2 separate regions of the Mus musculus genome follow, and region 2 is linked to region 1. The links are chromatin contacts, called in public HiChIP or PLAC-seq maps. All regions are on one chromosome and are shown on one strand. Each heading gives the region's core, a stretch centred on a gene start, on an enhancer-like site or on the middle of the called end of the contact. The rest is flanking DNA. Distances are from core to core; before and after follow the strand shown.

What was found. HiChIP or PLAC-seq counts read pairs in DNA pulled down with a chosen protein or histone mark.
Region 2: a contact with region 1 is called in an H3K27ac HiChIP or PLAC-seq map of differentiating embryonic stem cells, with 4 times the contacts expected there. The contact joins the enhancer-like site here to the promoter of Trp53i11 in region 1. A contact is called at or near these places in 17 of 39 promoter capture datasets (the 3T3-L1 cell line, 3T3-L1-derived adipocytes, the HPC-7 cell line and 11 more), 2 of 15 datasets of contacts at CTCF or cohesin (embryonic stem cells and stem cell-derived epiblast-like cells), 60 of 484 Hi-C or Micro-C datasets (the Ba/F3 cell line, the C2C12 cell line, ECoMG myeloid progenitors and 28 more), 24 of 115 datasets of contacts at active chromatin or transcription factors (the SCID.adh cell line, SST interneurons, T-cell acute lymphoblastic leukemia and 15 more) and 2 of 9 other capture datasets (adipose tissue and embryonic stem cells).

Annotation. Positions count from the first base shown.
Region 1 is chr2:93,184,439-93,190,513 of GRCm38.p6, reverse strand. It overlaps Trp53i11 (transformation related protein 53 inducible protein 11), which reads right to left and starts at 2,966. Exons shown (of 8, transcript NM_001025246.2): 1 at 2,767-2,966. Gm32683 (a long non-coding RNA gene) reads right to left here. Exons shown (of 3, transcript XR_374797.3): 2 at 5,795-5,900; 3 at 5,600-5,703.
Region 2 is chr2:92,880,276-92,886,350 of GRCm38.p6, reverse strand. The region is part of intron 2 of Gm13791 (a long non-coding RNA gene); the gene reads left to right. Among named protein-coding and RNA genes, the nearest start is that of Syt13, 32 kb to the left of the region's middle. Within about 2 kb of position 2,175, at least 37 of the 459 cell types and tissues checked have an H3K27ac peak or open chromatin away from gene starts, as enhancers often do. A contact at or near this core is called in craniofacial prominence, differentiating embryonic stem cells and embryonic heart, where this site is marked.

The DNA.
Region 1 (6,075 bases), core at 1,717-4,216:
TAAGTGATTAACAAGGCAAGTCACTCAAAACTCCAAGCTCACTCACATCCTCTACCCCTATATCCTATGCATGGTGTCGGAAGACAGGCCTGCCTCTCTGGGCCTCAAAGTTCCCCATCTGTTAAATGGGCATAATGACACTTCCCCCTGAAGAGAAGTCGTCTACAAACATCCAGAATAGTTTGTGTTTTTGTAGCCAGTGATCAACAAGGCTGCTGTTTAGACCGACAGACTCAAACACCTGGGCCCCAGTCCCCCCACCCCCTTTACTAAAGCAGTTTCGGAGCAGAACCCCTTCCAGGAATTCATGCCCACGCAAATAGAGTGTTCCAAAGAGGGTAGTATCAGGAGGAAGTGGGGTGAGGCAGAATCAAGGTGACTCTGGGTCATGACCAGCACACTGACCCAGGCAGGCATGAAGAAGCATGAGGGTCTTGGGAGACAGGGGATTTCCAGAGCACTTGGCCTGAGCGGCTGTCCTCCTGTCCCTGTCTACTGTGGCTGTGATAGGGACACAGAGAATGCTACTGGGGATGAGGCCTTCCCACCTGGATTCAGAACAAAATGGCACCCCGTGGCTGCCCCTCCTAACTGGGGGGGGGGGGCTGTAAGATGCTGGTTTACAGATCCTCTCTTAATATCACCTGTGAGATGTGGGGGTCCCCATCCTGTCTCACCAGTGCCTCCTGTCTCTTCCTCACCCCACTCCACAGGATCAGCGCAGTGCTGCGCCTCTGGCTCTTTGCACAGGCTATTCTGCAGGACCCAGAAAGCAGCACTGACCACTCCTTAAAAATGGCCTCAACACCCCAACACTCTCCATGTTCCCCTGACTCTGGCTTTCTTTCTGAGACGGGGTCTTCCTAAATAGTCCAAACTGGTCTGTAATTCAGACTCTTCCTGCCTCAGCCTTCTGGGTATTGAGAAAAAACGCCAAGGCACGGCATGTGGCCCAATCGACTTATGTATTATTTATTTATCTGATCTTGCTTAAGACACAGCACTATCTAGAGTCTTGACAGCTTCCACAGGTGTGCAGGGACCTGTGGGACCCGTGCTGGCCACTGCGACATCACTCTTCTGTGGCTCACTCACTGATACTTGGAGCAGTAAGTGAACACACAGAAAAGCCAAGAATAATTCGTGAAGACCCTGCCCCTAGCCGGCAGCCTCTGTCTCCAGCAGAGGGGGCTGTCACAAGTCCAGGCTGTGAGTTGAGGTGATAGGAGCGGCAGAGGTCCTGGACCCAGAAAAATCAAAGCCAGGAACAGCAAGTGAAGGCAGACATACCTGAGAGTCCAGAAGAAGAGAAGCTAAGGCAGAGGGCACCTAAGACACGAAGGCCAGAGGGGACTCTAGGAGAGCGCTCTGTCTGTACGAAGGTGACAACAGAAACCCGAAGTATATTCTGACTTTCCAAAGATCCTACAGGAAAATAGTATTTTTTTTAGCCTCGGACTGAGCCAGAGGCTGCCACTAAGGGGCGGGTGGTGTTCTTCCGGATTCTTCCAGGAGCCCACCAATCCCGCCGGCGGCAGGTGGCGGCCTTTCTCCAGGAGCCTCCAGACGGGAGACACAGCTGGGTGGGTGTCCCTGCAACCCAGGGACTTCTACACTCTCTCCAGGCCCCATCCAGAAAGTTTTTCTAAAAGAAACGAAACAGGAAGTCCGTGCTGGGGGACTTTGAGGAGGCCTTGGCCGTGTGCTTGTAAAGCTTTGGGTCAAAGTGGGAGTGGGTCCTGGGCCTATCCCTGCTCCTCCACCTCACAGGCAGGAGGAGAAGCCCGCTCCATCCAGGATGCAAGAAGGCGACGAAAGGGGAGCCGAAGCGAGCGGCTGGCCTCGCTGTGCCCCGAGGATGGTGCGCGTAATATTTTCTGCGCACTACACGGGACCCCAATCCATCCTGCGCCAGGCAATGGCGCTACACTTTACAGCTGTCTGCGCGGTTTGGGAGAGAGAGTCGCCCGGGTCCACCTGCAATACCCTCCTGACACCACCACCCCCGACTGGGGTCAGGCCCAAACACTTTTCTGCCCGCTCCTCTCCAGCAGGGACTCAGGAGTGTCGCCGGCTTTGCCCCTTCCCCCTCTGATCTATCTTCATCTCCGCGCCGAGGACACTCCCCCACTTTGTGAAGCGAGAGTCCGCGACTCCTCCAGTCCCCGGCACCCACACAAAAGGTCCGGCCAGACCACTGGACAGCGGGAACCCCTCCACCTTCTCCGCCCGCGTACCCGTGGGGGCGAGGACCCGGAAACTCGCAAGTTTACACCGCGCAATCCTCCCGCCGGGAAACAAAGGCGGGAGGAGGGGGGGCGGTGGCGAGAAAGGGGGAGGGGACCGAGAACCAAGCGCTGAAGACAGAGACCCCGGGATAAAAGAAACTGCTTTACTCTCCGCTCTCACTAGCTCCGAATCAAAGAGATAAAGCCCTGGAGGAGGCCGAGAGCGAAATAAACAGCCCCTGGGGAAGGAGGTGGCGGAGAAGAGAGCTGGGGGAGAAAGGGAAACCGAGTCAGTGCAAGGGGACAAACGAAAAGGACAGAGGACAGTGCCAGTAGGAGCTCAGCGGGGGTCTCGGGCGCCCGCCGCCCCGCAAGTGCCAAGCTGTCCTGGCGCCCGGCTGTCGTTCGCAGGGTGCTCGATGCCCCCAGCGGTCCCTAAGGCCCCCCGGCGTCCCCGGGCTGCGCTGCGCAGGCAGCGGCCAGCGCGGTGGCAACGGCGGTGAAGTGTGAGGCTAGCGGCTGCCGGCAGCAGACTTACGTTCCTGGCGCGCGGGGTGCTGCGCTCGCGGAGCTGGCGTGCCCTGCGGACGCTCCGGCCCGGGGAGTCTCACATCGCGGCGCCGCGCTAGGCAGGCAGGGCAGGGCAGGGCAGGGCAAGCTGGACTCCTGGCGCTGCTGGGCTCGCCCGAGTCTGGCGGCCCGCACTGGTCCCTCCTCTAGTGCCGCGCACAAGCCAATGGCGCGCCGTCCCCTCCCACGCGCTGGGCTGCCTCGCCCCCGAGGTGGCCGGGGCGGGCACAGAGGGGTTGGGGGGGAGACCCAGAGCTGAAACGGAGGGCCTACCGGGAGCCGCCTGCGGAGGGCGCACCCTCGCTTGGCTAGGGGGATCCCCGGACGGGGACAACCTGCCGCTGTGCCACCCAGGACTTTCTCGGAAGTTCTGAAGACAGCGCCCCTTTCTCCCGGACTGCAAACATACCCCTACGGGTTTATGAAACATCCATTCTCAGGCCTAGGCCGGTGTCTAGGGTGGAAGGAAGGCACCTGCTATGACTGTTAGGGTCCCCCACGGGTGAAACAACACGGTTAAAAGCAATTTACAATTCATCGTTTGCTAAACCACTTTCAAAAATAAAACCTTAGCGTTCCCAGCAGTCCAATAGGACTAGTCCCAGTTCACAAAACTTCGAGTCATTAATACATAGCCAAGGCCTTAAGATAATTGGTGAATGAGTGTTCTGTCACCCAGGTCACCCATCTCCCCAGTTTGGTGTGAATCCCAAATGACAAGAACTCTTACCCGCTGAGACTTCTACTGCAGTTGCTGTGCTATGTGCTGCGTGTGGCAAGGTTGGATCTTATCTGTGGCTTCAGAGTATTTGTTGGTGGAAGCAAACAGCTCATGCCAAGAGAGAGTCCCAGGTGAGTCTTGAGAAGTCTCTCAAACTAAAAAGACCAGCACCTACAACCTGTCCCATGCCTGGCTCTGGACTCCCTGAGAAACCCTTTATAGCAGTTGATTTTTGCCCAGGGCCCTGCTTCCTGCTGAAAGAAACCTCTGGATCTTGTCTTCTGGACTGATATAGTAAAGGCTTGAGGGAGGGTGGGGACTGAGAGAAGCAAGGTTGAAGGTAAAGAACTGGGGCAGAGATGGAGAGTAGCTGCCCCTCACTATAACTCAACTAGGTGTGCCTCTGGCTCCAGAGTTAAGTTTTGCTTTTCTGCTCCAGGCTACAGAACTAGAATACCTGGGTTCAAATCCTGGCTCTGTTGTTTAGCTTAGCCCTAGGCAAGCAAGTTTCCTAACCTCTCCAAGTCTTGCCTCCTTACCTACAAAGGGGTGTGACCTTATAGCAGGAAGTACCTTGTGGCTGTTGCTGAGATTCCAGTTACAGCTGCAGGCCATGTTAACCAAACCTGATCATGTGTGAGGTGCTAACATACCAGGTAGGCTCCATGGCCCTCCCAGTGGCTGGGGCTGGACAGGAGGGGCTGTGCCCTTTGCAAGGAAGTAAACAGAAGAGTGTCTGGTGCATAGCAAGTCAGCTCTCAGTGGCTGTTAGCCTCCTGATTACCAAGGCAACTAAACTCCCTTCCCACAGTGCCACCCGCTTTTGCTGAACACCTGGCTAGTGATGACCAGTAATGAATGAATCACTCAGCCGTCATGTCTGTAGCTCTGGATCAGGCCTGCCTGGAGGTGTGTGGAGTGAAGTGCACATCCAAGCCACCTGTCCCTGACCAGGAGCTTCATTGTGGCTTGCTTCAGAGTCTCACCTCAGGACAGTGATGGGATAATGGATTCTTTGTTGCACTATTGGCATGCAGGGCTCTGGGCTGTGTCACTGGAACAGTGTCATCCCTGAGCACCTCCCAGCTTAGAAACACCTCCCAGTGTTCTACCAGAAGCAGGACCTGAAGGCAGAATTCCAGAAGCAGTGCCTAATGGCAATGGCCCAAGGTTTCTCAAAGAAGAGGCTATGTTAGAAGTAATGATCTCACTTTCATTAGCAGCAAGCAAGTGGAACCAAACAGGGTCACCAGTGTTAGGACTTACACTTTCAGTGATGCTCGGTGTAGACAGAGCTATAAGCTCTGGGCATCTGTGTTCTGGAGATTCCATGCCTGTCTTATCAGGAAGTGAGAGCCCCATATGCTTTGCAAAGAAAGTGTCTTAGTTAGGGTTTAACTGCTGTGAACAGACACTATGATCAAGGCAACTCTTATAAGGACAACATTTAACTGGGACTGGCTTACAGGTTCAGTATCATCAAGGTGGGAAAATGGCAGCATCCAGGCAGGCATGATGCAGGAGGAGCTGAGAGTTCTACATCTTCATCTGAAGGCTGCTAGCAGAATACTGGCTTCCAGGCAGCTAGGGTGAGGGCCTTAAGCCACATCAACAGGAACACACCTATTCCAACAAGGTCACACCTCCTAATAGTGCCACTCCCTAGGCCAAGCATATACAAACCATCACAGAAGGTATAGCTATCCAGATGTGTGCTAGGTAAAGTGCTGAGTCCTGGGGCCTTGGAGTTGACAGAAAGGCATCCCTGACTCCCACCCTGTTGGGAGGACAGATATGTACCCATGATCTCTAACAGAAGGGAAACTGCTCACAATCAAGGCTGACAGGCTGGGAGACTGAAAGAACACAGAGCTCAGAGGATATCCACGACGGCAATGCCAAGTACAGAGCCCTCTGGTAAACCTCACCCCTCTCTCTGGCTTCTGCTTGCATGCTGATAGACACAGAGCGCTCACTACAGCTAATTGGAAAAAACAGTACTGAGGGACAAGAGACTATCCAACCATCTCCCCATCCACTCCCCTAGTGTGCCCACCTCTGTGCATACATTCTCCAAAACTCTGCATTTGTTTAAGATCATTCTTAAGGCCACCATTTAGTCCTTGTATTTCTTCAACCAATAAATGGAGACAGCATGGGGGCATGCATCCTTCCCAGAGGTGCCTGGCAGAGTAAGAGAAAATATGTGCTGAGTCCTTTGTTCAAACATGTTTCTAAGTTACCTCATCCTTTCATCGGCTGCAGGCGAGCTTACCTGGTCAGGCACATAGTAACATGAAGCAACACGCATAGTTAGCCGACGTGAACTGTGATGGTAAAGGCCTCTCCAAACCCCCTGTCCTAGTGACCCTCTGTTGCATCTGGGAAGGAAATGGACATGCAGTTATCACTGCTCCTTGGAGCTTTCGAGAAGCCAGTAAGGCGACTGCTTAAAAAGGTTTGCCAAGTGGAAACTCAGATTCCTATTGTTCCTGTAGAAGCTCGATTCCGAATGTGCTAAAATGTTCTACCGAAAGCCTTAGAAGTAGGGAGCAG
Region 2 (6,075 bases), core at 926-3,425, 300 kb after region 1:
GGGAGAAGGGGGAGGAGACCAAAATGCTGGATTATATAGGAAAAAGCCTCTGGGAGAAGGGCAGCCCAACCTCTGGGCTGGAAAATTCAGGATTGGGTGCAGAGTATGCCAGGTAGGGACTGAGGGATGCTGGGAGAACCTGGAGGTCAGATCTGCTTTGATGTGTAAAATATGCCCCTCAGTCCTTGATCCTGGGTTCCAAGCCTAACAAGTTTCTACACCAGGTTTGGGAAATGTCAAGGAATGGCTGTTCAAGCCCAAGATAAGCTAATTAATCTTTGGACACACACCCTTCCAATCTCTACATTATGGAAATTCTAATCTGCCAATCAGTGTGCAGATTCAGTTTCCTTTCAGGAAGAAAGGAATTTCCCAACAAATTCCCAAAGGAATTTGTTCACAGTCTCCCCAGTCCCACCAACTCCTTCTCTGTCTTCATCAGCCTCCTGACTCAGCTCATCTGCCTTCAACCTCCCTCAGTCCTCTCCTCTCCCTTTCCCTCTTCCTTCCCTCTCTCTCCCTCATTCTTTTCAGCCTCCCTCATTCTCCCTTAGTGTCCTTAGCCTCCCTTGACTTCCTCATCCTCTGTCATCTATCACACTTGGCCTCTTCATCCTCCCTCATGCCCTCCATCACTCTTGGCCTCTCAGCCTTCTCAATCTCACTTGGTCCCCCTTGGCCTACTCAGGCTCCCTCTGCCTTCATAGCCTCTGTTTCCCACAGCCCCCTCTGTTCCCTCATCCTCCTTTGCCTTCCATGAGCCTTCTCAGCTCTTCCCCCACTGTTCATTTGGACTTTCTTAGCCTTCTTACACTCATCGCTCAGCTCAGTCTATTCTCTTTTCTATTCTGCCTCCGACCAGATATCTGTGCCCTGGACGTTGTACATACCCAGCTCATCCAGAAAAACTGCCTCGCCTTTGAAATCTGATGCTAACATCATGGCTGAGGCCAAGCTGGCTTTGGCTTGAGGTCCAGCAAGATGCCTCTGGGAGCCGGCGCCTCCTCTTCCCAGGTGGGCTCCCTTACAGCTTGTTTCCAGCACCTTCCACCAGTAGCCAGCCTGAGCCTGCTTTTGATGGAACGAGTCAAGGCTTTACTGGAGCTTCTGGTTTCTGTACAAAACTTGTTTGAGGCAGAGCAAGAATGTGGCACATCTTGAAGCTGGAACAAGTTTGGTCAAGCTGGGAAATGCAGCCCAACAGGTCAGGGTACCCACCGTGGGGACCTGTGGAGAAAGGGTGACCAATGTTCCTACCTGGTTCTTGTTCTCATGTCATGGAAGTTCCCAAAGCTGGATCTCAGGTGCAGCCTCTGGATCGGTGGCATCTGCTCATGGCTATGCGCCTGACCTAGTGCTACCCAGGTAATGGGCTCGTATTGATGTCACAGTGAGATGAATGGTGGCTGCCATTGGTTTTGGACCTGGGACAAGGGACTGAGGTGAATATTTTACATATGAAAGCAGACCAGACCTCCAAGTTATGCCAGCATTGGCAGTCCGTACCCTGCCCCAACCCCAGAACTTTCCAGCCCAGGGCCTGGGCTGCCCTTCCCTCAGAGGTTCTTCCCTGTATAATCCAGACATTTTGGAGACTCAACAGAAACAGACTGAAAATTATAAATAAATAAATAAACAAACAAACAAATAAATAACAAAAAAAAGAAAAGAAAAGAAAAAAGGAAAGAAAGAAAAGATTTGGGCTTGTAGCGAACCAAGCATGCAGCAGCTTTTATTCTGCCATTATTAAACATTACAATAAGGATCATAGCAAATCTGTTTTAAAGTATGCAGGAGGTAGGGTGTTTGGGGGTCACATGCAGCTCTTTTACAAGGAGCTTGTGTGTCTCAGATTTTCGTATCTGAGGGTTCCTGGGAACACACCCACCCCAGGTCATGAGAGACAGTGGCACTCAGAGAAAGGGTCTTTGTACTGTAGTTAAGCATCTTACATGCAGATTACATTGGGTTATCTAGGTGGACCCTGTGACAAGTATCCTTACAAAAGCCATAGAAGAGGCAAGTGGTCCTGGAAGATGGAGAGGGAGGAGCCAGCAGTGACTGGAGATAGAGGGGGAGGAGCCAGCAGTGACTGGAGATGGAGGGAGAGGAGCCTGCAGTGACTGGAGATGGAGAGGGAGGAGCCAGCAGTGACTGGAGATGGAGAGGGAGGAGCCAACAGTGACTGGAGATGGAGGGAGAGGAGCCAGCAGTGACTGGAGATGGAGGGGGAGGAGCCTGCAGTGACTGGAGATGGAGAGGGAGGAGCCTGCAGTGACTGGAGATAGGAGGGAGAGGAGCCAGCAGTGAGTGGAGATGGAGGGGGAGGAGCCTGCAGCGACTGGAATTTCTGTACAGGATCTACCGGCTGCCAAGAGGCAAGGAAGGAACTCTGCCAAGCTCCCAGTGAGAAGTGACCCTCACACAGGATCTTGGGCTTTTAGTCTTAGCTCTGCCCTTGTTGGGATAGTAAGGACAAGCTGACAGACTCAAATTCAAGTCCCCACTAGGGCCTTTCAGGACCCTATAGCCTTTGCTAAATCGTTTTAACCTCCAGGGCTTTAAGTAGTAATAGGCGTGAACAAACTCAGGCTCGTGGTGAGGATGCTGAGAGATCATGTCCCCGTTCAGACGTATAAGACCGCGTTCCAGGCACCGCAGTTACCCTGCCTCTGGCTCCTTAAGCATCTTTCTCAGTCTCGATCTAGCCCCTCACACTCTTCCTTTTGGAGTTCTTGTCCCAGCTGCTGGAAAGCCTAGGTACCTTTCATCCTTTGGCCTGGCTGGGGTGGGGGTAGGGGGTGCGGAAATCGCTAGTGCTCAAGCTTCTTCCTGCCCTCTCCTCTCCGCAGCCCTCCCCACAGTCACTTCCCATTGTTCCTGCACTTTACCAGACTGCAAGCTCTGTTGGGGGCAACCACATCTGAGCTGGAATTGGCTTAACGAATATCTAATTAACATTTGTTGATTTCATGGTTCCCTATAACTGGCTCTAGGGAAGAAACCTGATCCTGTGGTATTCTGGTTTTGTTTTGTTTTATTAGAAAAATAAGGATGTTGGAAATAAGGGGTGTTCTTCCTCTCAAACTTCCATCCTGTTCAGCAAAGCTAAGAATCAGCGAGTCGAGGCTCTGCTCATGTGGCCTCTTGCTGCCCCCTGGTGGGCAAGATGATAAATGGCACCTCATCATTTTCCCTTGTCTGTTTTGTACTCTGTTAAGAACACACAAAAAGCCACCCACTGAAGCAGAATAAAGCCAAAGAAAGGACAATATTCAGCAGTCAAAAGACCATGCTTTCTTTTCCATGACATGCTGTGGGTCACAGAGTTGTTCCGCATATCAGGAATGGTGATGGAGGGCCTGAGGCCACCACCTTAAAACTCCTTGGGTGAATCTGGTCTTAGGGCGGCTGTGCACAGCCTGTGTTCTTATCTGTGAATTGGGCATAGAAAGCATCCACCTCACAGACGTTTCAAGACTAAATGTGGCAAGGCACCTGACCTGTGGGAAATCCTTAGCAAAGGTCGGTACCCTTCTGGGCTTTCAATACATTTTGCATGAAGAGGCAGCAGCCACAGACACGGGGTATTTAGTACTCAGGTCTAGTTTCTGTTGTCATAAAGTACCCTTAAAATGCCACTTAAAGGAGAAGAGGTAGAGTTTTAGCTCACAATTCCAAGTTGTAGACCATAATACCAGGGAAGTCAAGGCAGGAACTTGAGTCATCTTCACAGTCAAGAGCAGAGAGAGCGTGATGCATGTCTGCTTGTCCATGTTCAGCTCCTTCTTATGCTTATACAACTTAGGGCCCCCTGCCTAGGGAATGGTGCCACCCACAGTAAGCTGGATCTGTCCCACACCAACTCCTGAAATCAAGACAATCCCTCCCAGATGTTAGCATTTCCTCTAGGCTCCGCCCCACAGTTACCTAGCAACAGCCAGGTATATAAGCTTGGAGCCAGGCATACAAGGGCTGTTCAGGCTTCTTTCTCTCTCCATCTTCTCCCCCGCCCCCCTACCTATTCTCTCTCTCTACCTATTCTCTCTCTTTCTCCCTATGTGTCCCTGGATGGCCTCTTCCCTTCTTTCTCTCTCCTCTCTTTTTCAGTCCTTCCCTGTCCCCCATTCTCTGCCTCAACCCCCTTTCCCCAGGTCCCATATAAATTCCCTTTTATATTAAGCCTGTCCTGTGTCTGACTCTTCAGAGGGAACACTTTGGCATGGGCCCGCCCAGGCACTTCATTTCACCACACCACTGTATGTTTTATAAAACACAACAACACACAAAAACATTTATGCATGTACACACATGCACAGGTGCGTGCATGCACACACACACACACCAACCTAATCTAGACAATCCTTCACTAAGACTCTCTTCCCAGATAATTCTGCATTGTGTTAGGTTAAAAAACTAGCACTATAGCACAGAGAAACAAGGAAATGAATCTGGGAGCCTCTAAACAAGTAGAGTTCGTTTCTAACCGAGGTTCTTTGAGCAGGCAGCTCTGGAGTCCCTCTATATCTAAATGCTTGTCTACAGAATCGAATGCTGATGTACAGATGGCTCCATTCACATCTTTCCACCTCTCTTCTAAACGTCTTCCTGCAGCACAGACATGGGAGCGCTGAGGTCAGGTGCCTCCCCCTCCTTCCTGGCAGCCAGGTGTGCTATGACATAGTTTCCATCAATCCCCATTCACGGCGGTTTCTGGGAGACATCACGGCAGATGTGTTGGGCTTGCTGGGGAGATTGGGAGGAACCCTAAACATTCAGTCCCATTATGGTTTGGGTTTGAAATGCCCCCCCCCCCCAGGCTCATGGGCTTGGTCCCTAGCTGCTCTGGGAGGTTATGGAACTTTTGGGACATGGGGTCTGCCTGGAGGACAGGGGCCATAAATGTGAGCCTTTGAATCTGGCCCAGAGTTCCCTGTTCCCCGTGTCAACAGAATGTGAACACGTCCTAGCTTTTAAAGTTATCATGCCTTCCCCAGCCATGATGCACTTCTCTAATCGCAAGCTGTTTCCGTCAGGTAGTCGGTTGCAGCAGTAAGAAAATGGGTCAGAAGCAGGGGACTTCCAAGAGAAAAGTCCTTTAGGGACCTGGGACAGGTGAAGAACAAGCTAGACTCAGCTGCCCAAAGCTATCTTGGGTCTGCTTGTTTCCCTGGTCCTCCCAGAATCCATAAGTTAAACCCCACCAGGTCCCCTTCAGTGTGAGCTTGCTGGTGGAGCCTCTGCTGTGTGCAGCCAAGGGCCTCGGGATGCACCAACTGTACTATATTAGACTGGAAGATGGCCCGTGAGTGATCTTTACTTTATAGGAGCAGTCATTCTGTGTTGGCTGATAATTCTATGAGAGGAGCGTTGTGTCTTCTTATGGTTAGTGTGGAGAGGTTTTTAAAGTCCATCAATTTCTCTCCATGGGGACGTGTTCAGGTGGCATGTCCCAGGAGAGGACATGCCACCTGAACACATAAAATCTAATTCCAGTAAACTCCTACTTCTAGGGTTGCTCAGTCAGTGAAGGCTTCTTCCCCTTTTCTTGGCATCAGTGATGTAGGGGTACATGTACTACTCACCTCCAGTCTCATCTGCAAGGCAGCCAAGGATGATGAGTCTGCCTGACCCGTGCCTCGATCCGTGGCATCTAATTCTTCTGCACCTGCCTCACCCTCTCCACTGTCTCTTCGCATCTCCTCCCCATGATGCTATGCCTCATAGGTTTCTCCAGTCTCTCGGCTCTTAGAGCCTCTCCCTGGGGTCCTGGCAATGCACAGACCCCAGGACCTGAGTTCTAGCCCCGCCTCTCTGACCTGCTTGCTCTCACTCACATCTGAGGTTAGAACTCACGTATCCCTTTGAAAGGGGACATTGTTCCTTTGCTTTCAAGTGTTGTTTTGCTTAGTTGTTTTTGTTTGTTTGTTTGGTTTGGTTCCTCCCCCCACCCCCCCACTCTGTGAATTTTTGTGTAGCTCACCAAAAAAGCCAAAAAGGGAAAACCTACTTTCTTAAACTGCATGGAAGAGTGCCTTACTGAATGTGTGGGGGTACTTACAGACAGACATTCCC